2 separate regions of the Pan troglodytes genome follow, and region 2 is linked to region 1. A link is a contact called in public HiChIP or PLAC-seq data. All regions are on one chromosome and are shown on one strand. Each heading gives the region's core, a stretch centred on a gene start, on an enhancer-like site or on the middle of the called end of the contact. The rest is flanking DNA. Distances are from core to core; before and after follow the strand shown.

Region 1 (6,024 bases), core at 1,411-3,910:
GGGTCCCGGCACTGGCACCGACTCCGGCACTGGCATCGGCTCCAGGGCTGACACCGGCTCCGGCGCTGACACCGGCTCCAGCATTGGCTCTGGCTCTGGCTGGGGGCTCAGCCTGGTTTCAGGACCCTCTTTCCCACTCAGAGCCCTAACCAGGTGTGCCAAACCCAGGTAATCTGTCCACAGGTCAAAGGTCCCCATAGCTGGGCAGCATGTGCCAGGCGGAAGGAGTCACAGAGACAAGTAACCCTGCCTGGCTTAAGCTCCCTCCTTCTGACCCCTCTCTGCTGCCCCTTCCTTCCCCTCTCTGGAGCCTGGGAGTCTGTGCTGGCCGACCCTCCTTTTACCTCCAAGGGGGTGTGAAGAGGGAGGAGCAGGCTGTGGGAGGTTCCTTATTGTCACAGGGGGGCCTGGTGCCCCACTAATACTCCTCCTAAAGGGCTGTATGGCCTCTGGCTGTGCCGGGGGACTACAGGACACAGGGTGTGTGTGGGGGCATCCTGCGATGTGCACCACACCCCCACGTACACACCTCCAGGGAATTGGGGGGCTACCCTGCCTCCCCTCCTTGTAGGAGTCCTTAGCCCTCCAGCCCCACTGGAGGATGGGGAGAATGGGTTGGAAACCCCACCCCCAAAGACTAGCAGTTACCAGTAACTTAAAGAAGTTAACTTAGTAACTTCTTTATAACTTTTTCTTCCTTCCCCTGGGCGGGGGAGTGGCCAGGTGCCCCTGGGCTCTTTGTGTGTGTGTGTATCCAGGGGGGAAGTTGCTGATGCTCCAGCTGTCTCTGAAAGGAGTGTGGTAGTCCCAGGCTCATGGGCTGGTTGCGGGGGTAGGGGGGAAGGATCATGTCCCCCGGCCCCCAGCTCTGGTCTCCCTCCAAGAGTTTTCACATCGGTTGTCTTAGTGGAACCCCCATTGAATGGATGAGCAAACTGAGGTGTGAAGCCACCTGCCCATCCAGTTATTTATAAAGACATGCACCAGGCCAGGGAGTGGTGGCTCATGCCTGTAATCCCAACAGTTTGGGAGGCCAATACAGGCGGATCACCTGAGGTCAAGAGTTCGAGACCAGCCTGGCTAACATGGTGAAACCCTGTCTCTACTAAAAATACACACACACACACAAAATTAGCTGGGCATGGTGGCGGGTGCCTGTGATCCCAGCTACTCAGGAGGCTGAGGCAGAAGAATTGCTTGAACCCAGGAGGCAGAGGTTGCGGTGAGCCAAGATCAAGCCACTGCACTCCAGCCTGGGAAACAGAGTAAGACTCTGTCTCAAAACAACAAAACAACAACAACAACAACAAAAAGCACCACATCTGCCTCCTTCTTCTAGTTACTGGGGCCCCCTGAGGCTAGGTGCTGGGGAGGGAGCCCTTTCCTGGCGGGGGCTGCAGAGGGGTGAGAAAGAACCCTCTGGAGTTGGGAGGTGGGGGATACCAAGTTGGGCTGTTAGGAGGGGACCCCTAGTACCTACAGGTCTTCAATGTCCTCCCCCAGATGAGATCTGAGCTCAGTCCCAGGAGGGTAGGGTGTGCTCAGGACTTGGACACAGGAGAGACGCTGTGCCGCTTACACAGCTCATCCACCCATCCATTCATTTAAGAAACTTTTATTGGCCAGGCACTGTGGCTCATTTTGAGAGGCCGAGGAGGATTGCTTGAACCTAGGAGTTGGAGACCAGCCTGGGCAACGTTTTGAGACCCTGTTCCTACAAAAACACTTTTTCGAAATAAGCTGGGTGTGGTGGCGCGTGCCCGTGGTTCCGGCTACTGGGGAGGCTGAGGCGGGAGGATCAACGCTTGACTCCAGTTATTAGAGGCTGCAGTGAGCTAAGGTCACACCATTGCACTCCAGCCTGGGTGACAAGAGCGAGATCCTGTCTCTAATTTAAAAAAACTATGGAGCACTCCACGGAGCAGAACTTACCACCCACATTTCAGAAAGGGGTTTTAGGCCAGGCAAGGTGGCTAATGCCTGTAATCCCAGCACTTTGGGAGGCCGAGGTGGGAGGATTACTTGAGGTCAGGAGTTTGAGACCAGCCTGGCCAACACAGTGAAATCTCGTCTCTACTAAAAATACAAAAATTAGCCCACCGTGGTGGCAGATGCCTGTAATCCCAGCTACTTGGGAGGCTGAGGCCAGAGAATCACTCAAACCCTGGAGGCAGAGGTTGCAGTGAGCTGAGATTGGGCCACTGCACTCCAGCCTAGGCAACAGAGTGAGACTCTGTCTTAAAAACAAAAAGTGGGGGGGGATTTTAGCTGCCCTGCCCCAGCCTGTTTACCCCCAACCCTCTAATATTTAATCCCAAATCCAGCCAGAGTCCATCCAGATTCCAGACACCAGCTCTCCTCTCCAAAGAGGAGTGGTTGGGGTCAGGGCAAAAAACAGGCTGAGTGACTGTGGCGGTGGGGGGTCCTGTCCCCAGTCCCCATTCCCCTTAAGCCATGTCTGGCCCAGCCACAGTGACATTCATCCCCCGGTGGGTCTGGCCTCGGTCCTCACAACCCACCGACAACAATGAATGTTGATTGTGACCTCGGCTGTGGCCTAGGGGAGGGGACGTGCCCAGGCTGGATTGGGGGCTCCCCAGGCCCCCCTAGATCTGGAAGGTCAGAGTCACCGGCAGGAGGATGGCAATTCCAGGCCTCAGGGTCCACTCAACGGTCGATGGTTTGCCTGAGCTGCCCAAACTCACCGACAGGTTGAATGTTCCCCCAAACCCTTGGCAAATTTTCCGGGACCTGGAGTCGGGGGTGGGGTAGGTGGCAGGGAACCAGAGAGCATGAAGAGGGAGAGGAGGAGAGAGTAAGGAACCCCTTTTCTCTCATGAAATAAACAAACGCTTTTCAGGTGCTGTTTGCACCTAGATCTGGGAAAAACACAAGGCAAATATAAATGATAGTAAATAAAATGTAGCCTTTGCTATGGGGATGGAGATGTAGCAGTGCAGGGGAGTGCTGGCCTCAAGCCCGCTCCTTAAGTAATTCACAAAGTGATCCTGGAGGTGCAGATTACCCCCCTTTGTCAACTGGGGAGACTGAGGCCAAAGGCCACTGCTAGTCCGAGGTGGAGGAGGCATTCCAAGTGTTCCCGGGAAGTCTGGCAACGGAGGATCCTGGCCCCGAGGGCATTGATGCAACGTGGAGATAAACAAGCCATTTTAATACAATGTAATACGTTCTGGGAGCTTCACTGAGTTCCGGGCACGATGGTTTAGGAATCACAACAGCGTGAGTGGAGCGCTTGGGGGTGGGGGGTCGTCAGGTCTCTCCACTTTACAAGTGCACTGGGGCCCCACTAGACAGGGAAGAGGCAGGAGGTTCAGAGAGGGCGTCGCTCGCCCCGCGTGCGCGGTCACACAGCATCTGAACTCGGGCACTTCCGGAGGGAGTCCGCGCAGCCACGTGGGGGCTGCCCCTTGGGCCTCAAAACCGGCTGCGGCGCCCCCTCTCCATTTCCTCATCCCTCAAATGACCCCCAGTCCCTTCCTCCAGTGATCGCACAGAGTTCGGCGACCAACCCCCCGCCCCGGGTGCCCCCAGGCCTACAGGTACGCACCCCTATCTCCCACCCCCCGCAAGCCAAGCAGTGACGACCAGGGATGGGCGAGCGCGCCTTCGCCCCTGACCTGGGTCTGCGGACGGCCTAGCCGGGTGCTGCGGCTCAGGCCTGTAATTCAGTATTTTGGGAGGCTGAGGCGGGAGGATCTTTTGAGCCCAGGAGATGGAGACCAGCCTGAGCAACATAGCGAGATACCTGTCCCTACAAAAAAATTAGCTGGGTGTGGTGTAGTGAGCCTGTAGTCTTAGCTACTTAGGAGTCTGAGATGGGAGGATCGCTTGGACCCCAAGAGTTCGAGGCTCGAGGCTGCAGTGAGCCGTGATCGCGCCACTGTATTCCAGCCTGGGTGACAGGACGAGACCCCGTCGTCGCAAAAAAATAAGTAATTTCCTGGCCCCTGGCATTTCACCGAGGGGAATACTGAGGCCCAAAATAACCGCCTGGCATAACCCCAAGGTAGATGAGGGACCCCCAAGTGTGCCGAGCTGCGTGAACCACCCCCCCCACCACACCCCTCACGGTGGTGGCGACGGGACCCGGCCCAGCCCCCGAGGACGCGCCCCCGAGAGCCCCGCCCCCGAGAGCCCCACCCACAGTCTGGAGCCACCAGCCAAGGCCCCAGCCCAGGCCCTGCCCCTTAGAGCCCCGTCGCTTTTGACCTGTTCCCCAGAACACACTCCCTCTAAAACCCGCCCATATAGACTCCCACGGAGCCGCCAAGCCCCTAAGCCAGTCCTCAAAGAGCCCAGCTCCCTTAGGGCCCGCCCCCTTAGAGCCCTCCACAAAAGCCTGCTCTATAGACGCCCCGGGACTGCGTCCTGCCCCCACGAAGCCCAGCCCCCCACTAAGGTCCGCCCCGACCGGGCACGCCCCCAAACCGAACTTCGTAGGCCCCCTCAAGCCCGATCCCGGCTAACTCGCCCTCCCGAAGCCCCCCTCCCGCCTCCCGGCACCTTCTAGAGCCCTTTCCCCAGAGCCCGCCCTCTCACCCGCCCCGGGTCGGGGTCACGTTCCCACCCCTCTGTCTGGAGCTGGAGTGGGGCGCCCTCTCTCGCAGCTCATCCGCCACGTCCAGCAGATCCTCCCATTCAGGCTGTGGAGTGGGGGGGCCTGATCGGCTTCTCTTTATCCGCCACCTCCACCCCAGGTGTCCAGGCCCTTCCGAGGGAGGTGGCCGGTCCCCTGCCTTGTAGATCATCATTCTAAGGAGGAGAACGCCTAGGACTTGGGAAGGAGAGTGAGTTGGGAGCACAGGTGTTAATAATTACATTACTGATGATAACGCTACATTCATCACGCTGTGAGCAGGATATACCCATTTTGTGGACTGGGAAGGTAAGTGGCTCTGTTAGTCCAGAACTCTCAAGGTTCCTCAAAAGCTTGGTTCTTGTCTGTAGTCCCAGCTAGTTGGGAGGCAGGAGGATGGCTGGAGCCCAGAAGTTGAGACTAGCCTGGAAAACACAGTGAGACCCCCATCTCTCTCTCTCTTTTTTTTTTTTTTTTTTTTGAGATGGAGTCTTGCTCTGTCACCCAGGCTGGAGTGCAGTGGCGCGATCTCTGCCCACTGCAATTTCCATCTCCTGGGTTCAAGCAGTTCTTCTGCCTCAGCCTCCTGAGTAGCTGGGACTACAGGCACCTGCCACTATGGCCAGCTAATTTTTGTATTTTGAGTAGAGACAGGGTTTCACTATGTTGGCCAGGTTGGTCTCCAACTCCTGGGCCTCCCAAAGTGCTGGGATTACAGGCATGAACCACGGCACCCAGCAGTGGTTCTTTAAAACCCCGTTTCTTTAAAAAAGAAAAATCTTTATTCTCTCTCTTTTTTGTTGCTGTTGTTGTTTTGTTTTGTTTTGTTTTGAGACGGGGTCTCGCTCTGTTGCCCAGGCTGGAGTGCAGTGGCGCAATCACAGCTCACTGCAGCCTCGACCTCCCAGCCTCAACCAATCCTCCCACCTTAGCTTCCCAAGTAGCTGGGATCACAGGTGCCTGGCCTGGCTAACTTAAAACAAAAACAAACAAATTAAAAAAAGTTTTGTAGAGATGAGATCTCACTATGTTGCCCAGGCTGGTCGCGAACTCCTGGGCCTCCCAAAGTTCTGGGATTACAGGCATGAGCCACCTCGTCCCACAGGAATCTTTCTTCTTGATGACTGTGAACAGCTGTAATGTTGGGGGCGGGGGGTCATCAGGCCGGAGACATTCTGGCTATGTTGGAGGGGGTTCCCCAGACACCTCCTGTGTGTCCTTTCTGCCTCCCACTCCTCCCTCTGAGGGCTTTGGCCTTGAACTGCCAAGGAGGTTGTTCCCTGTAAGGTTTATCCCTAAGACAAGACACAAGACCACAGTGGAAGAGGGGTCTGGTCTTGAAGGCCAGGAAGCTGGGGCTGGGGCGACAGGAGGCCGGCAGCCCCAATCCTGGGTCTGACTATCTCTCTTCTTTGCCTGTGGTCCGT
Region 2 (6,024 bases), core at 1,881-4,380, 260 kb before region 1:
TTAATCATTAAATTTAGTATTCATAAGCAATCGAATTACATTTGGAAATTAGATTTTCTCAAATCACAAATATCCCTAAGTATGCAATGATTGCCAAGAAATCAAGCGAATCATAAATGTGAGTTTCCTTGAAGCCAAATAATTTCAAAAGAATAAAAACAAAGCTTTCGATTTTTTAACAGCTAAAAAGAATTTTTCTTAACTTAATGTGAGATGTAGATACCAAAAATGGGCTAGGCGCTGTAATCCCAGCACTTAAGGACAAGATAGGTGGACTGCTTGAGGCCAGGAGTTTCAAGACCAGCCTGGGCAACAGCGAGACCCTGTCTCTACAAAAAATTTAAAAAGTAAAAGAGGCAGGGCACGGTGGCTCATGCCTGTAATCTCAGCACTTTGGGCGGCCGAGGTGAGTGGATCACCTGAGGTCAGGAGTTTGAGACCAGCCCGGCCAACACAGTGAAACCCCATCTTTACTAAAAATACAAAAATTAGCCGGGTAAGGTAGCGTGTGCCTGTAGTCCCAGCTACTCGGGAGGCTGAGGTGGGAGAATCGCTTGAAGCTGGAAGCAGGAGGTTGCAGTGAGCTGAGATTGCGCCACTGCATTCCAGCCTGAGTGACAGAGCAAGACTCCCTCTCAAAAAAAAAAATAAAATAAAATAAAATAAAACAAATTAGGCATGGTGGCACGCACTGGTGATCCCAGCCACTTGGGAGGCTGAGGTGGGAGGATCACTTGAGCCCAAGAGTTCCAGGTTATAGTGAGCCACGATTATGCCACTTGCACTCCAGCCTGGGCAACAGACCGCTATTAAAAAAAAAAAAAAATCCCACAGGAACTGGATTGTTTAAAAAGAAAAGGAAAAGGAAAACATACTAGCACAGTGAGTGAGTCCTAGTAAGCCCACAGAGGTGACTGGGTAAGAAATACTAGTGCCTTGGCTCAGTGCTGTTCAGGTGTACGGCCTGTGAGTTTGAACGCTGTCCAGAGCACCCTTAGAAAGGCCTCTCTGGGGAGAGGACATTTGAACAGAGACTTGAATGACAAGAAGGCATAAGCCATGCCAAGAGCCTAGGAGAAGAGGTTCTGGGCAGAGGCTTTGCACTGGGAGTGGCTTCTCAGAATTTTAACAAAAAGAGGGTTACTTAGCCTGGTTTGAAGTTGGAGCTGGGTGGTTAACAGGAGACAAAGCATAGAGTTTCAAAGACAATGCTCTCATCCGGAGAAGTGACCTGGTCAAATGTGTTTCTGACCTTCGCTGTCCAGTAATACAGGAGCCACTTGTCACACGGGCTCAGGAGCACTCAACTGTGGCTATCAAGACAGCTAAACTGAACTTTCTTTTTTAAAATTTAATTTTAATTTTTAGAGACAGGGTCTCACTCTGACACTCAGGCTGGAGTGCAGTGGCTGGAGCATCCTGGGCTCAAGAGATCCTCCTGCCTCAGCTTCAGGAGTAGCAGACACTACAGGTATGCACTACCACACCTGGCTTATTCTTTTATTTTTTGTAGATATGAGGTCTTGTTATGTTGCCCAGGCTGATCTTGAACTCCTGGCCTCAAGAAATCCTCCATGACCAGCCTCTAAAATTACAAATAATAAAAAAAAAGATATGGCCGGGCACAGTGGCTCACGCTTGTAATCCCAGCACTCTGGAAGGCTGAGGCGGGCGGATCACTTGAGGTCAGGAGTTCGAGACCAGCCTGGCCAACATGGTGAAACCCCGTCTCTACTGAAAATACAGAAAAAAAATTAGCTGGTTGTGGTGGTGGGCACCTGTAATCCCAGCTACTCAGGAGGCTGAGGCAGGAGAATCGCTTGAACCCGGGAGGTAGAGGTTGCAGTGAGCCGAGATCGCGCCATTGCACTCCAGCCTGAGTGACAGCGCGAGATTCCATCTCAAAAAAAAAAAAAAGTGGCTTCCAAAAAATGTTAATTTTACACCTAATTTTGGTGCGCGGCTGGCATTATTTTTCCACTGGGCAGCGCTGATCGCCCGTGGGGGCAGAGACTCTGAGACCTGGAGTCTCCCAGGCCGGGGGCGACGGCCCAGACGGGAGGCGGTGGAGAGAAGTTTCCGGATGTATTATGTGGTCATGAATCATGTCAGGGAATTGCCACGGCCCCCGTTGAATGGGGAGGCGCTGCCTCGGGCGCTGAGTAGCAGAGCCCGGACTCTGAACACTGGTCTGCCCCCGAACTGGAACTCCCATTTTCAGTACCGTCCTCTTGAAACCTCCCAAGAGCCCTCGAGGGGGCGAGAGCGGGATCCAAACCCCTCGGGGGCGAGAGCGGGATCGAACCCCTCGGGGGCGAAAGCGGGATCCGAACCCCTCGGGGGCGAAAGCGGGATCCGAACCCCTCGGGGACGAAAGCGGGATCCGAACCCGGCCGGATTCCCGAGGTCCGAGCGCGCCTCGTGACCGCCACTCCGAACGTTCGCAACGTTCACAACGGACTCCCGGGTCGCTGGACCTCAAGGGTCAGGAGCCACTCAGAAAAGCTCCAGGAAACGCTCACCTGTTGACAGACGCTGAGTCCGCAAACGCTCCTCCTCTCTCTTCACACTCGCCAACACCGCGGTGGCGCTCGACTTCCGCTTCTCTCCAGCGAATCCCCAGCTGAGCCTCCTTCTGCTCCCGCCGCCATTACCAATCCAGCCAATAAACTCTCAGAAAACCCTCTTTATCTCCGCCCCACTCCCTCCTGCCAATCACTTCGGGTGCGAGCACCGCCCTTCCCGCCTTCTTTAGCGAGCGCCGCGCGCCACCGCTCGGCGGTTGGCGGCGCTGCGCGCTACGGGATGCATCTCCCGGAAAAGCGAGGCGAGGGGCGGGCCACGCCGGTGCGGGAACCCTCAGGATTGGCCAGAAGGGGGCCGGCGCTGTGACTCCGTCCATTCCCGCCGTTGACATCCAAGTCGGAGACGCTGGGGATTGGTTCCCAGCGGACACGCTAAGAAGCTTGGAGATAGTTTCGCCCTCCTCACACGCTGCGGAGAGGGAGCTCCGCTGATTGGTCCGGGGAGTCTGGGCGCGCCCCGATCGGCGCTCCAGGACTGGCTGAGGGGGTGCGCGCGCCGCCAGGGAGCGTTGGCGGTGATTGGCCAGAGGGCGGAGGCCGGCTATTTGAAGGCGGCGCGCGGACTAGGTGCGCACTTCAGTTCGCGGAGAGAAGAGGCGGGAGTGGACCTGGTCAGCTCTACCCCACTGACCCCCACCGGACCCAGGCGCGGTCTCCGCCACAGCCACAGCCCCTGCCCCTGCTGCGGCGCGGCGAGGCGAGGCGATGGCCAAGGTGTCGGTGCTGAACGTGGCGGTCCTGGAGAACCCGAGCCCTTTCCACAGCCCCTTCCGGTTCGAGATCAGCTTCGAGTGCAGTGAAGCCCTGGCGGACGGTGAGGCTGGGCCTGTGCGGGGACCCCCACCCCCGGGCCGACCCCGGCCTCCCCAGAGAACCGCTCCCATGGCCAACTTGATCTCCCCCATGAAACCCCTCGTCCCCCTTCCGCCAACCCCGATCTCCCCCAGCCCGCCAGTCAACCGGATCTCCCGGTGGAGACCCCCCGCCACCAGCCAACACGGACCTCCCCGTGACCTCCCCCACTGCCCGCCTTGACCTCCCGGGTGGAGACCCCCCGCCAGCTAACTCGGACCTCCCCGTGACCTCTTCCCCCACTGCCCGCCCCGACCTCCCCATAGAGATTAACCCCCTCCAAGCCCCATTTCCCGCGTGGGGAACCTCATCCATCTTTTTTCTCTGGAGCTCTTCCTAGGTACCCGTTTTCATGGGGAGACCTTCTCGGCCTCCATTTCTTAACCCACGGAGATCTTCAGCCACCGTGGTTTCCCTGTGGCAAGACCCCCGCTTCAACCACCCACCCATTTTTGCCCACTTATTCCCTCTTTCCTGTAGTGAGATACTCACACCTCCCATTTTCCCTCTGGAGACCCCCAATATCCAGCCCCTTCCCATTTTCCCGGAGGGGAAATCCCAGCCATCTCCTATTTTCCCTATGGAGACCTCTCACCCAAGCTCCTTTCTCTCCTTGCCGTGAAGACCCTCCCCTCCAGTAACCTTTTTTTCCTGTGAAAACCCCTCAACCCCTTTTCAGGACCTCTCTCACCCCCATCTTCCCATTTGTGTCCCACCAGTCCCCTCCCCAACCTGCCAATATTTCAATAACCCCACGCCCACCAGTTGCTGCTGCTTTTCTGCCCCAATGCACATACCCTGGAACCTGGTTTCTCTCCTTCGTTGGGGCCCAACCCCCCTATGCTTGAGCTCTCCCTGGGAAAGGATGCTACCGTCTTTGAGGGGAACTTGGTCTCCCCAGCTCCCCTTCCCCACCTTTCTCTGTGGGCTTGGATAAACACACTGAGATCCGAGGGGTGGCATAGCCAGGCAGGCATTAGCTAGTTCTCCAGGTTTGCCCACCCTTTTCCAGCTGAGTTACTGCAGCAATTTTTCTGTCGCTTTTTCTTTCTTCTTCTTCCTCTTCTTTTTTTTTTTTTTTTTTTTTTTTGAGACAGTCTCGCTCTGTTGCCCAGGCTGGAGTGCAATGGCACGATCTCGGCCCACTGCAACCTCCACCTCCCGAGTTCAAGCGATTCTTCTGCCTCAGCCTCCCGAGTAGCTGGGACTACAGGCGCCTGTCACCACGCCCAGCTGATTTTAGTATTTTTAGTGGAGGCAGCATTTCACTATGTTAGCCAGGTTGGTCTCGAACTCCTGACCTCAAGTGATCCACCCGCCTTGGCCTCCCAAAGTGCTGGGATTACAGGCGTGAGCCACCGTGCCCGGTCTTCTTCTTTTTTTTTTAATATAGCTGGATAATCAGTGCCAAGCTCCCATTGCTTTTGATGGTCTGACCTAGTCTGGGGGGTGGGTGGATTGGGCTGAGCTGTGACGGGCTCCAGCTTCAAACAGTCGGCTGGAGCTTGGAGGTCACAGCCTCCTGTACATCTTTTCCAAGGTGCTTCCATAGATGTACTTAATAATCTGTGTGACTTAAAGGTGGGCATGGCTCTCATCTCACAGATGAGAAGACAGGAGCCACAAAACGCAAAAGACCTTTCAAGTCAAGGCCTGTACAAATCCAAAATCTAAGGTCACCTAGGGAGCCTTGGCACCACTAACAGGCAAGTCCTGCTTTCAGGAAGAAGTACTCCATTAGGCCATTTTTCTACTTGGTGGTTGAAAGAGAAAAGGCAGCAGCCGAGGAGGTGGTGATCTGGGGGCCTGTGAAGCCAGGATATGCTAACTAGTGCCTCTCGGGGGCAGGTAGGTGTTTTGCCCTCAAAGCTGGTCGCCTGGACTAGCTTAGAGCTGATAGAGTGAGATGTGGATGTGCTTTGGGTAGGCCAGTGGGTCTGTCTCTCCCCGGTCTCTCTCGCTCCTTTTTAAATTAAGGAGTCTACTTGTGGCTAACTATAGAATATGCCGAGTTAAATCCTTTCTGGAACAAGGCAGTGGGTAAATAAATAAATAAAGTGTAGAATGACGCTGTGGAATAAGATTTAATTTAAAAGCCAGGAGGAGATGGAAGGAAGTAATAGGTTGAGGGATTCCCAGCTCCCCGACAGCAGGAGATCAGGTTTCAATCAGCCTGTTTGTGTTCCTTGCATTTAAAAATGGTTGTGCAGTCATTATCTGGTACTTCTACTCCTAGGAAGCCCCTGCCCTGTGACTTTACTAACTTATTTATAGAATTAGAGCCGGAAGGGCTAAATTCAACCTGCTGGTCCTTTTTTTGTTTTTTTGGAGATGAAGTCTCGCTCTTGTCCCCCAGGCTGGAGTGCAATGGCACGATCTTGGCTCACTGCAACCTCCACCTCCCAGATTCAAGCGATTCTCCTGCCTCAGCCTCCCGAGCAGCTGGGATTACAGGCGCCTGCTATGACGCCTGGCTAATTTTTGTATTTTTAGTAGAGACGGGGTTTCACCATCTTGGCCAGGCTGGTCTTGAACTCCTGACCTCAGGTGATCCGCCCGCCTCAGCCTCCCAAAGTGCTGGGATTAC

The links. HiChIP or PLAC-seq counts read pairs in DNA pulled down with a chosen protein or histone mark.
Region 2: an H3K4me3 HiChIP or PLAC-seq map of stem cell-derived excitatory neurons shows a contact between it and region 1, with 8 times the contacts expected there. The contact joins the promoter of ASF1B here to the promoter of NANOS3 in region 1. A contact is called at or near these places in 1 of 7 Hi-C or Micro-C datasets (stem cell-derived neural progenitor cells) and 1 of 1 datasets of contacts at active chromatin or transcription factors (stem cell-derived excitatory neurons).

Annotation. Positions count from the first base shown.
Region 1 is chr20:16,565,412-16,571,435 of NHGRI_mPanTro3-v2.0_pri, reverse strand. It overlaps NANOS3 (nanos C2HC-type zinc finger 3), which reads right to left and starts at 2,660. Exons shown (of 2, transcript XM_001171060.7): 1 at 1-2,660. The coding sequence starts at 198. MIR181C (microRNA mir-181c) reads right to left here and starts at 2,747; the gene lies at 2,638-2,747. It overlaps MIR181D (microRNA mir-181d), which reads right to left and starts at 2,570; the gene lies at 2,435-2,570.
Region 2 is chr20:16,829,799-16,835,822 of NHGRI_mPanTro3-v2.0_pri, reverse strand. It overlaps ASF1B (anti-silencing function 1B histone chaperone), which reads left to right and starts at 3,130. Exons shown (of 4, transcript NM_001289426.1): 1 at 3,130-3,399. The coding sequence starts at 3,291.